Regions from separate parts of the Mus musculus genome. Here region 2 is linked to region 1. Evidence: chromatin contacts called from public ChIA-PET data. All regions are on one chromosome and are shown on one strand. The core of a region is the stretch at or near the end of the contact, and the rest is flanking DNA. Distances in the headings are between cores, read along the strand shown. Region 1 holds the start of Gemin4 (gem nuclear organelle associated protein 4). Region 2 overlaps Abr (active BCR-related gene).

The links. ChIA-PET counts read pairs in DNA pulled down with a chosen protein or histone mark.
Region 2: an RNA polymerase II ChIA-PET map of memory CD8 T cells shows a contact between it and region 1, with 35 read pairs. The contact joins the enhancer-like site here to the promoter of Gemin4 in region 1. A contact is called at or near these places in 5 of 115 datasets of contacts at active chromatin or transcription factors (bone marrow-derived macrophages, embryonic stem cells, forebrain and 2 more) and 1 of 9 other capture datasets (adipose tissue).

What each region holds. Positions count from the first base shown.
Region 1 is chr11:76,213,654-76,218,834 of GRCm38.p6, reverse strand. Gemin4 (gem nuclear organelle associated protein 4) reads left to right here and starts at 1,263. Exons shown (of 2, transcript NM_177367.3): 1 at 1,263-1,357; 2 at 4,912-5,181. The coding sequence starts at 1,348. Dbil5 (diazepam binding inhibitor-like 5) reads right to left here and starts at 1,222. Exons shown (of 2, transcript NM_021294.2): 1 at 1,087-1,222; 2 at 170-608. The coding sequence starts at 563. The coding sequence ends at 300. LOC108167850 (a long non-coding RNA gene) reads right to left here and starts at 4,984. Exons shown (of 2, transcript XR_001780094.1): 1 at 4,892-4,984; 2 at 4,125-4,579.
Region 2 is chr11:76,476,721-76,482,128 of GRCm38.p6, reverse strand. Abr (active BCR-related gene) reads left to right here. Exons shown (of 23, transcript NM_198895.2): 4 at 2,949-3,134. Among named protein-coding and RNA genes, the nearest start is that of Timm22, 72 kb to the right of the region's middle. Within about 2 kb of position 2,813, at least 150 of the 459 cell types and tissues checked have an H3K27ac peak or open chromatin away from gene starts, as enhancers often do. A contact at or near this core is called in bone marrow-derived macrophages, memory CD8 T cells and pancreatic cancer cells, where this site is marked.

The DNA.
Region 1 (5,181 bases), core at 14-2,513:
TTCTGCCAAATATCCACACACATTGTGGAACTGGGAAGACTATTAATGCCAGTCAGACCACAGAAAGGCAGATTAATGGAGTTTCACCCAGCAGAGAGAGGCTTCTACACATCTAAATACTTCTCCAGGACCCTCAAAGTTTCTCTTTTGCCACAGACTCCACTCTCATGCAGTTTGAATGATTTATTGGTGTTTCTGCTAACGCTGCTACCCTTTCAGTGTGTTTCAGCCATCAGGAATCTTAAACCCGTCCCCTACCAGTGGAGCCATGCTACTTCCTTGTGTCTGCCAAAATGCTCTTAGCATGGCTCCTTTTTCTTCAGCTCTTCCACTTTAGCAATGTAGATCCTCATGGCATCCATCTTGGACATCCCTTTGTTTACCATCCAGGCCTCATATTTGGCCTTTGCTCTCACATCTGTGGCAGGAGGGACAGGGATGTTACAGTCGCCCTGGGTGGCCTGTTTGTAAAAGCTGTACACCAGCAGTTTCTCCTGATCACTCACAGGCCCCTTCAGCTGCTTGAGTGAAGCACAGGCCATTTCAAACTCCACTTGGCTCATTGGTATACCAGAGGCAATGCTTCTGTTTTTAAGTGATGCGGGGTACTAGAAGAAAGTTGGAAATAAGCAAACCATGTTATTGTTAGGCCTTGGAAAGAAGGGGTAAAGAGATAATGTGTGGGATGAACACGGGGCGTTTGTGTGTTTAATAACGTACAAATCGAGGACCAGGAATCCATTCAATTGCTCCTGCCCCGCAGAGCTTTTTCCAGTGTGACTGCCCTTCAAAGTTATAAAAGCACCTATGAGCTCTGAAAGTTGACTCTGCTGTTGCCTATAGGAGATAGTGCAGCATGAAAAGCAAGCATATAGGGAGTTTTGTGTGTCTTGGGGGGGGGGGGGATGAATCCCGTGGATCCGCTGCTGGTTAGTACACAGCTGAAGGAAAGTTATTCCATGTGGGTGAATCCGGGGCGAGAGCTGCCCGGGGTTCCTGAGTGAGGGTGAATGAGGGGTCTGGACTAAGGGGTTCGACCTCCTTGCCTGAAGGGGTCAGGTTCCACATGGAGACAGCCAACAGTACCTGTGGTTAAGAAGGCTGGGAAGCCTAGGCCGAGAGGGGGCGCTGTGGCTAGGGTGGCTTCGACGCTGCGAGCTTGTTGGAGAGGAGTACGCGTGCGCCTTGAACGGCAGCGGCTAGCAGACTACAGCACGGAAGCGGAGAAGCGCTGTGGGCGGAGCCTGTGACGCGCCTGTAGCGCCGCCCTTTGTGCCGTGGCGCGGGCAACGCGTTCGCGGCCTTGGACTAGGAGGGGCGGTCTAGCCCGCCGCCAGCGTCGCCGCCATGGACCTAGGTGGGTTCCCACTTCCCTACTCCGGCCCCTGGGCCGCACCCCCCCAAAGCACCTCCTGGGCAGGCTGAGGCTCTGCACTGCTCCTACGGTGCTCGGGAGGCTGGGGGCTTGAGGAGTTTTGGGGGACCCGCAGTCGCGAGGCCGGCCTCCATCCTGTAGCCCCACCACATGACGGTCTCCTAGAGTCCTCCTCCGTCCTTCGTAGTGTCTTCCCAGTGGGAAACCGGGAGCGAATATAGCCTTGATTCTCCTGGAAATGCTCAGGGCTACTGCACGTGTTTCGGAAATGCCGGGCTGGGAGGGACGGACGTCCGGAGAGTTCTTCGTTATTAAATGACTGCCGAGTTAGTGAACATGTTTCTTATTAGGTCGCCTAGTGCATAAAGCAAAAATACTGATACTGTCTTTCTCCCAGAGGCTTGGCGTTTTCTTTGCGACCACGTGCATAACAGGACCCCATTCGTTGACTCACGCAAAGCGACCACCCCACCCCCACCCCTCTCTTGTGAGCAGGAGTTGCGCAGCCTGAGATTTCACTTTTTGAATCCGAATTCGAGTGCTGCTTGGTTTGGAGTATCCTCCTAGGCGAGGTCTGGAAGTAAGGCGGAGTTGATAGAAATCTGTGGCCATCTGCCAACCCTCTCCACCCTGCTAGGTGTGCTCTTTAGAGGGTAAGACTAGGAGGCCGTCCTGGGAAGTACTCCAAGATTTGCAAATAATACGCTGTGGAGAAATGTCTTTGTCCCTAGCCAGCTCTTTAGTGTGGAATGGTAGTTTCGTGCCCTGCAGCTGTGAAGAGTGCTGCCAAGGCTTGACTCCCTAGTTGAGACACCTTGCAAAGTTGTGCCTGGGCCTCTAGCTTCCCATCTCCAAAACAGGAGTTATAATCCTCAAGAAGTTAGTTTGACGATTACATGATTTTTATAGGTGTCAAGCTGGGTGTGGTAGCTTATGTCTAACTAGCACTCTGGAAGCAGAGGCAGGAGGATCTCAAAATTCTAGGCCGACCTGGTCTGTATAGTTTCAAGCCAGTTCCAGCTATATAACAAGAGCCTATCTCAGAAAAAAATACAAGTATGCCACCCAGCACAGTGCCTACCAAAGTAACCAGTCACTTCCTAGCACCAGCTACTGATTTAAAAAAAAAAAAAAAAAAAAAAGCCTTTGAGTTTCCCCTGGCTATGAGCTGAGTCTGGGACTTTTCTCAAGCCACATGTACACAGTCTCTGAAAGGCACATGTTTGGCCGCAGACATTTGCTCTGCTAAGCCGATGTCTAATGCAATAAAATGTCATTTACAGTTATAAGGAAATGTGTTCGGGGGCCGGCAGACCAACCTGAGACAGAAAGAACCCTGGATTGCCTTCAGGTCTGGGTTTTGTGGGAGTGCTGAGCCTTGATTTGGGGTGGGCAGGCAGTGACAGTAAATGGTTAGTGGCCAGGAGATTTTTTAGTTGCCTGGTGTCAGTAATTTTTTTTTTTCCCTGGGGGTAGGAGAAGTTTGAGATGGTAGCCATGATGTAGCCTTGGCTAGCCTGAAACTCAGTACGTGGACCAGGCTTGCCTCATAAAAATCTGCATCACTAGAGAGCTGGGACTAACGGGATAGGCCACCACAGCTGTTCACTGGAGTCAGTACTTTTGCTGCCGACTCTGGCCTATGAGAATAGGGCAGATGTGTTTCTGGGAGCATAGAGGACTGAGGAGAGAGCTAGCAGTGACCGTGACAAGGTGTTGCACTCAGCTTCTAGGCCAGATTATACACTTTGGGAAAGACCTGTGCCCGTCTGTTTCTGCACTGGAGGAGACAAAATATTGACAAGACTAGTCCTGCCAACACTTGAGCATTTAAATCAGGCTCTTGATGGTCTGATTATGGTTAAGATAGCTTATATAACCCATCCAATTCTTCCATACCTGGGAGATGCTTCAAAAAGGTAACAATACCAGAATAGTTACAAAAGTGTGATTAGTGTATGTCCTGTGTCATGTGGTTCCCATACCATGAAGATTATAGTCTCATGTATATATGCATACATATATTCTCATGTATGCAGACGGGAGACTCAGTAAAGTGTAAAGTCACATCATGTTTTAACAACTGAGTTAGGATTTGAATCCATTATCTTGATTAAACCCCCACATGGCCTCCCTTTAAATGTCAGTTCTTAACTCAGTGAATGAGTGACCGCTGTCTTGATGTAATATTTGTTTTGTCCACTTCCTGGTTCCTACCACAGAGCCAGAACCTTCACCAGCTTGTCCTTTTTGACTGGAAGAAACTGCTGGGTGAACTTTTTCCCTGTAAGGCACAGAATGTTGAAACTTGTTGAAGCAGGAGTGTGCTTAGAAAGAAGGAAGGCAGGGCTCCGGATACAGCTCAGTGGTAGAGTGCTTGCCTGTTACATGCAAGGCTCTGAGTTCAAAAACAGGCTTAACTGAGTGTGGTGGCACAGGCTTTTGATCTCAGCACTCAGGATGTAGAGGCAGACAGATCTGAGTTCAAAGCTATCCAGTTCATAATGAGACCCTGTCTCAGAAACAACCAAAAACACTAAGACAATAAGCACCTCCCATCCCCCAAAGACTACCTATTGTATCTTCCATAGTCTGCCATCACTGGACTCAGTTTTGTTTAGGTTTTTTGTTTGTTTGTTTTTTAATTACATTCTTGGTGTGTATGTGTGGATACCACGGTGCACAAGTGTCAGTCAGAAGACAGCTTGTAGAGGTTACCATATCAGTTCTAGGGCTCAAACTCAGGTCATCAAGCTTGGTGGCAGATATCTTTAATCATGAGCCATGCTGCTGGCCTCTGTCATGTCTTTAATGCATATGTGGTAGCACTGTCCCCTATCCTCTACTCACTGTAACCTCAGCAGTCCAGTTGTCCTCTTCACACTTTGCTGAGGAATCTTAGTCACTTCCTTGATTTTCATGCACTTCTCCGAGTTGGTACTGCCTACACTCACATCAGGCCTTTTCTCCTTCACGCATTGCCATTGCTGAAGGACATCACTAAATGTTCTACCTCAGACTCTAGGTAACAGCACTGAACTTGTCTTCCCTTAAAGCTTGTCCTGAGGGGCCACGAGCGATGACTCTGTAGTTAAGAGCACATATGTTTCTTGTAGAAGTCCAGAGTTTAGTTCTCAGCAACCACACCAGTAGGCTCAGTCCAGCTCCAGAGGACCCAGCATCCTCTTCTGGCCTCTGTGGAAGCTGCATTCATATGCACAAACCCCCACAGATACAAACACATTATTAAAATAGAATTTTGTAAACACTTGAAAGCCTGTTCTGAATCCCTCTCTGCCTCCTATTTCCAGAGGTGCCATTGTCCTGATATCCAGGCCAAAGATCTTAGAAACTGGTTTTTTGTTCCTCGGCCAAGACCTTTTGACCCCAGCCCTTTGTGAGCTCTTACTAACCATGCCTTCCCCTCCCATTGATGTCAAGACCGTAGCCGAAATGATAGCCATCCGATGGCTGTTTCCTTCTCCTAGCTTCTCGCTAATCTGATGACTTCATTACCTCTTGGCTTCTCTGTGCAGGACCCTTGAATATCTGTGAGGAGATGACTATTCTGCATGGGGGCTTCTTGATGGCTGAGCAGCTGTTCCACCCCAAAGCCCTGGTACAGTTGACCAAGTCTGATTGGGAACACGTGGGACAGCCCATTGTGGAGGCCTTGAAGGAGATCTCCTCAGCCACAGCACATTCCCAGCCCTTTGCCTGGAAGAAGAAAGCACTGATCATCATCTGGACCAAGGTTCTTCAGCCCTCCCCTGTCAGCCCTTCTGACACTGATACTCGGTGGCAGG
Region 2 (5,408 bases), core at 1,564-4,063, 260 kb before region 1:
ATCCTTTCACCTGGGCATGGGAGCACGCTGTGCCTTCCTCCTAGTTCCTCCTGCTGCCTTGCCTGTGTGACCCCGCAGCTCTCCTCCTGCTCAGATCTCACCAGCTTCAAGGCCCCATTACTTTAACTGGTACCTCCTCCACAAAGCCTTTCCTTAGCTGCTCCAGTACATCCAAGTTGGGAAATGTCCGGCTTCATGCTGGCCACCAAGTTGCTTGGTTTGTTTCAGTCCATTTTTCAAATAGCATCTAATGTTCTCAAGAAAGGAGATCATGGGTCACCAAAATGATCGCCTGAGTGCTGGGCTGCTGTCACTCACTGCTCTGCAGAATGCTGGGTCATTGCATGGCCAGCCGTGCTGTCAAAGCCATACTCCCCTCTGCATAAACACACTCCTGTGCTCCATCCAGCCCTGCTCAGCCCTCCTCTTCCTGTATATGTGCACTGTACATAGTCTTAGTGGCCTTCAGGCCTTGTCTCTCACCAAGCCTGGTTCTGACTCCAGTTCAGTCTTCAAGGAAATCTTGATGAGAACAATTCTCTCTGGCCCCATGGCTATCTCAGAGTAAGGGTCCCTCCCCTCTTTGGAGGAGCCACCTCCCCACCCTGCCTTAGGTGGTCCCCTCCTTATTTTCTTCATCGAACTTACTGGTATGTATCATTTCATGTTTGATCATTTACTTGTGTTTCCTTTGTCTCCTCTGCTAGACTGGAAACACCATGAGGACTGGGACGGTATGTGTTCCAGGCACACCAGTGGGGGTTGGGGATTGGTCTTATATTTGGCACTTGGTTCTTTATTCAAAGGATGAATAATAATATTAGCTGCCTTCTAGATGCCAAGTAGGTACTAGAAACTTTATTTATTTATTTATTTATTTATTTATTTATTTATTTATTTTCAGAGCTGAGGACAGAACCCAGAGCCTTGCACTTGCTAGGCAAGTGCTCTACCACTGAGCTAAATCCCCAACCCCTCTTTATTATTATTATTATTTTTTTCGTTTTTTGAGACAGGGTTTCTCTGTGTAGCCCTGGCTGGGCTGGAACTCACTGTGTAGACCAGGCTGGCCTCAAACTCAGAAATCTGCCTGCCTCTGCCTCCCGAGTGCTGGGATCAAAGGTGTGCACCACCACACCCGGCTCTTTATTATTTTTTGAAGATTTATTTACCATCTTTATATGTATGTGTCTTCATGAGTTTATGTGCACTGCATGCATGCTCAAACTAGAGGCAAGAAGAGGATGTCAGATCCCCTGGAACTGGAGTTACAGGTGGTTGTGAGCTACCATGTGGGTGCTAAGGACTGATCCCATGTCCTTTGCAAGAGCAGGAAGCAGTCTTAACCACTGAGTCATCTCCAACCCCTAGATATTCTATGTAATGTGTGACTTTTGAGATTCACTCTTCCTATTGGTTCTTTTGAGAAGGTAATACCACTTCAGTCCCACACATGAGCCTGCTAGTAAAGAGATGATACACCCAGAAATGGGGAGTGACTTGCTTCCAACTAGTAAATGGCAGACTCTGGCTGCAGCCCATACTGCCTGCCCTGACCAAGATTGAATCCCATCCTGTTTTTTAGCAAGAACCTGTTACTAAAGGTTACTTGGTTCTAGTGCCAGGAGGGTCAGTGGGTCTTCTTGGGCCTGGCTTTGTCTTGTTTCCGGACTTTGTAGAATGTAGAGGACAAAGAAAGTCAACAGTTGGACATTGTCTGGATATATGAGACTTGGGCTTAGCCACTGTCATCAGGAAGATGGAGTACAGTTAGGATGGAAGGCTGGCCTCTGTGATGAACCCAGGTTGGCTGTCATAGCACTGAAGGAGCCATTGGTAGCTCTGCTTCCCTCGGTGTAGGTGATCTCACGGCCCAGCACCTCAGCTGTTAACTCTCACACTCTCTCCTGGAATGCTTCTCTCCTTAGTCGGCCCACAGCCTCATCCTGTGTGTCGCTGACAGCTCTGGTGAGTCCATGCTGACTCTGTCGTCTCCCACTGCTCCCAGGTCTGCAGGGAAACCCTTTCCATACTGCCTTAAGGTTGTAGGCTGTTCTCCCTTGCCTATGTGTGCCTTCCCTGTCCATATTTCTACACCCTGTCTCTTGCTGGGCCATTGCCCAGTCACTGCCAGGGACAGTCACTGCCCCTTCCACTGAGGGTGCTGGTGATCTTGGTATAGATGAGCAAGGATGACTAGCTGCTTTCATTTTCATGTCAACAGGCATTGAGAAAGAGTCTTGTGACCAAAACCACACTCAGTGGGAAAGATCATCACGCTCGCTTAGTAATGTCTGCATGTCTGCCACGGATGTGGAAAGTAGGAGGGTGGCATGTATGTACCCGTTCCTCTCTGAGCTAACATTGGTTTCTTTTTTGAGACTGGCTCTCACTGTGTTGCCCAGGCTGGCCTGCAATCCTCCTGCCTCAGCCTCTGGAGTGCTTCCAGTACAGATCTGGCTTGAGCTAGTGTTGAATCTCTCTTTGGTTTTACCTCCTGAGTACTAGAACTGCCTTCTGTTTCTCAAAAGGAAACAGCCAAGGAGCTGGCCTCCCAGGTAACACTGTCCCACTGAAGCATGACAAGGAGGCTTATGACTGGGGCCTGAGGCCATTGTGGAAGAGACTAGGAACCTGCTCAATGGACCAGTGAACACACACAAACGAGCCAGGGGTTGTGAGCTAAGGTTGTGTTGGGGAAGGGAAGTGCTGTGGCTACTATGTCAGATCGCTGCTGCCAGGTTCCCTCTCTCTGCATGTGGCTTGTTGGGACCTGTGACAGCAGCTCTGAGAAATCGTGTTTCAGGTGCTCTGACTTCAGCGGCCCTGCCTAGGCAGAACTTGGGCGGCGCTGCATGTAATCAGTGTCACAATCTGCCCAGGACCTGCCAACGAACGCTCTGGTTCATTCATCACCACCTTTGTACTTTGTTCCTCTTCCTCTTCAGCCCATGAAACCCCTGAAGGCCACAGCCACCACCTCCCAGCCTGTGCTCACCATCCAACAGATTGAGACCATCTTCTACAAGATCCAGGACATCTACGAGATCCACAAGGAGTTCTACGACAACCTCTGCCCCAAGGTGCAGCAGTGGGACAGCCAGGTCACCATGGGCCATCTTTTCCAGAAACTGGTGAGTCTCCCATGAGGGCATGTCTCTATGGCAGACTGGTGTTAGAACTGGTCACTCTAGCCCTCTTGAGGCCTGGGTCACCTCCAAGCCCTTGGAGGCCGGTCTGGACCTGGGTTCTTTAGGGCAATTGGACTTGGATCCTCAACCCCAGCCCCCATCCTAGTGGAGCCTTGAAAGTGCTTCTAGAGAGAGCGGCAGAGCCAGGTCCTGTGTGTGAATGTTCCTGGGGAATGCTGGCTTTGTCTGCATGGGAGTCCTTTGAGCACTGGAATGGAGCTTCCTCTGCCAGGACGCAGGTCCCTCTGTCACTCCATGGACAGAGAAGTGTGTGAGGAGGCTGCAGGAGGATGACGCTTACCTGAGACCTTGGAAGGCTGTTGCATCCCAGTGCTGCCTTTACAAAGTGAAGCAGTTGGCTGGATATGGTCCTAACTAACAGTTGGTTCCAGAGTAGAGAGTATCAGCCGGTGTTACCTGCTGCTGTTCACAGGAGAAGAGCACAGGTTTAATGTTGGAGGATGTTCACAGAAGTCCTCTTGTTGCTAAGGCTTCCATGACACCCTCCCCCTTAGCTCTGCCTGAGCCTGCTTAGACCAAAACACTTCCTGACCTCTGTAGACCGTAAATGGTCTTCCCCATTTACCTGGCTTCTCTCCATCAGTGCCCAAGTTGGAATGACCTCAGAAAAGCCTTTCCAGGCCCCATGTTTGTCCCTCATGAACACTTATTTAAAATGCACCTGTCTTTCCCATCTTTACTGTGCCCACCAGTGTAAACTCTGGAACAGTTTGTATTTTCTTCTCATTAGACTCCCAGAACTAATGGACTCCACTGCTAGATGAACAAATGAGTGGATTGATAGACACATTATGAACTTTTTTGGGGCTGGAGAGAACTTGAATGTTGAAGGTGATACCTGTATCCTGACAGCCATGTTTTCAAGGCCACAAGTGTTGTAGGGACAAGCACAACCAGAGCTCGTCACAGCTGGGTTTGAATCCTGGCTTTGCCATAGGTGGTCCTGTGACAGCTTACCCTCCTGTTCTCAGCTTCCTTCTCCGTGAAGAGGGGTACCAGTAGCCACCTGGATGGTTGCAGGAGTGAGTTGATGCCTGAAAATGCCTGCTGCTGTTGCTGTTCTCATTACTGCTGTTTTAGGAAGAGGAAATCATGAGGCATTGTTTCCCAGAATGCTATAGTTCTGGTAGTTGGGGACCCAGCTGCTTCCCCTGGTGATCTTTCCCTGTCCACAGAAGTCTGAGGTGATTGATATGGGGGCTGCCTCTACTCAGCCCTCACAGATACAGAACACAAGCCCTGTTGAGAGGGCAGGTAGGCAGAGCAGAATGGAAGAGCTCTCCAGTTTGATATTTCTGTTGGGTTTTGGTGCAGGGTCTCCGTAACTCAGGCTGACCTTGAACTTGAAGCAGATCTTCTTCCTCAGCCTCCCAAGTGCTGGGAATACAGGCCTGAGCCTACATAGCCTTATCAATTTGTCTGTATCATTCTGACTCAGAGTCCCCTTGGTCTCAGCGCCACTGGTCTGGTTAGGAATTTGCTTCCCAGCCACCACCCCTCCCAGCATCATGAACTGCTGTCTGCCACCCTGAGGCTGCCTGCTGTGTGAGGCCTGGGTGGAGCCAGGGCAAGCCAGGCATCTGGAGGCAGTTTATTTCGGCTGAAGTCTCTGGGTATTTGATTATCCATTACCAAGAGAGGAGAATTAGCATCTCTGCTGTTTGTTTTATGAGATCATTCCAGTGCCAAACTCCTGTTTCCAAGCAACCTGCGCTTCCCAGTTAATGACCCTGGCAGGCTGGGCCTCTGGTCTTCCAGCCTCGGGTAACTATGGAGATGAGAGTACCTGGCATGGCCCGTGACCACTGCACACAGGTGGCTTCTGGGTCACAAGAGGGTAGCAACACAGGTATTCGTGCTTTGTTTTTCTCGTGGTAACAGAGGAGATGGGGGTGGGGGTCGGGGGATCAGCTGCTTGAGTGTTTGCCTAGTTTGCAGAAAGCCCTGAGTTCAGTCCTTTGCTCTAAATAAAACTGGGTGTGGTTAGCCACACCTGTAATCCTAGCACTGTGGAAGCCAAAGGCAGGAGGATCAGAAGTTCATACCTTGGCTAGGTAGTGAGTTTGAGGCCAGGCTGGGATATAGGAGACCCTGTCTCAAAGAAGGAAAAGATAAAGAAGGCGAGAGAATAGAGGGTACTAGAGCCCTTCCTGGAAGACTGTGATCAGTGCTGGTTATGGAAGTGTCTGGGACATC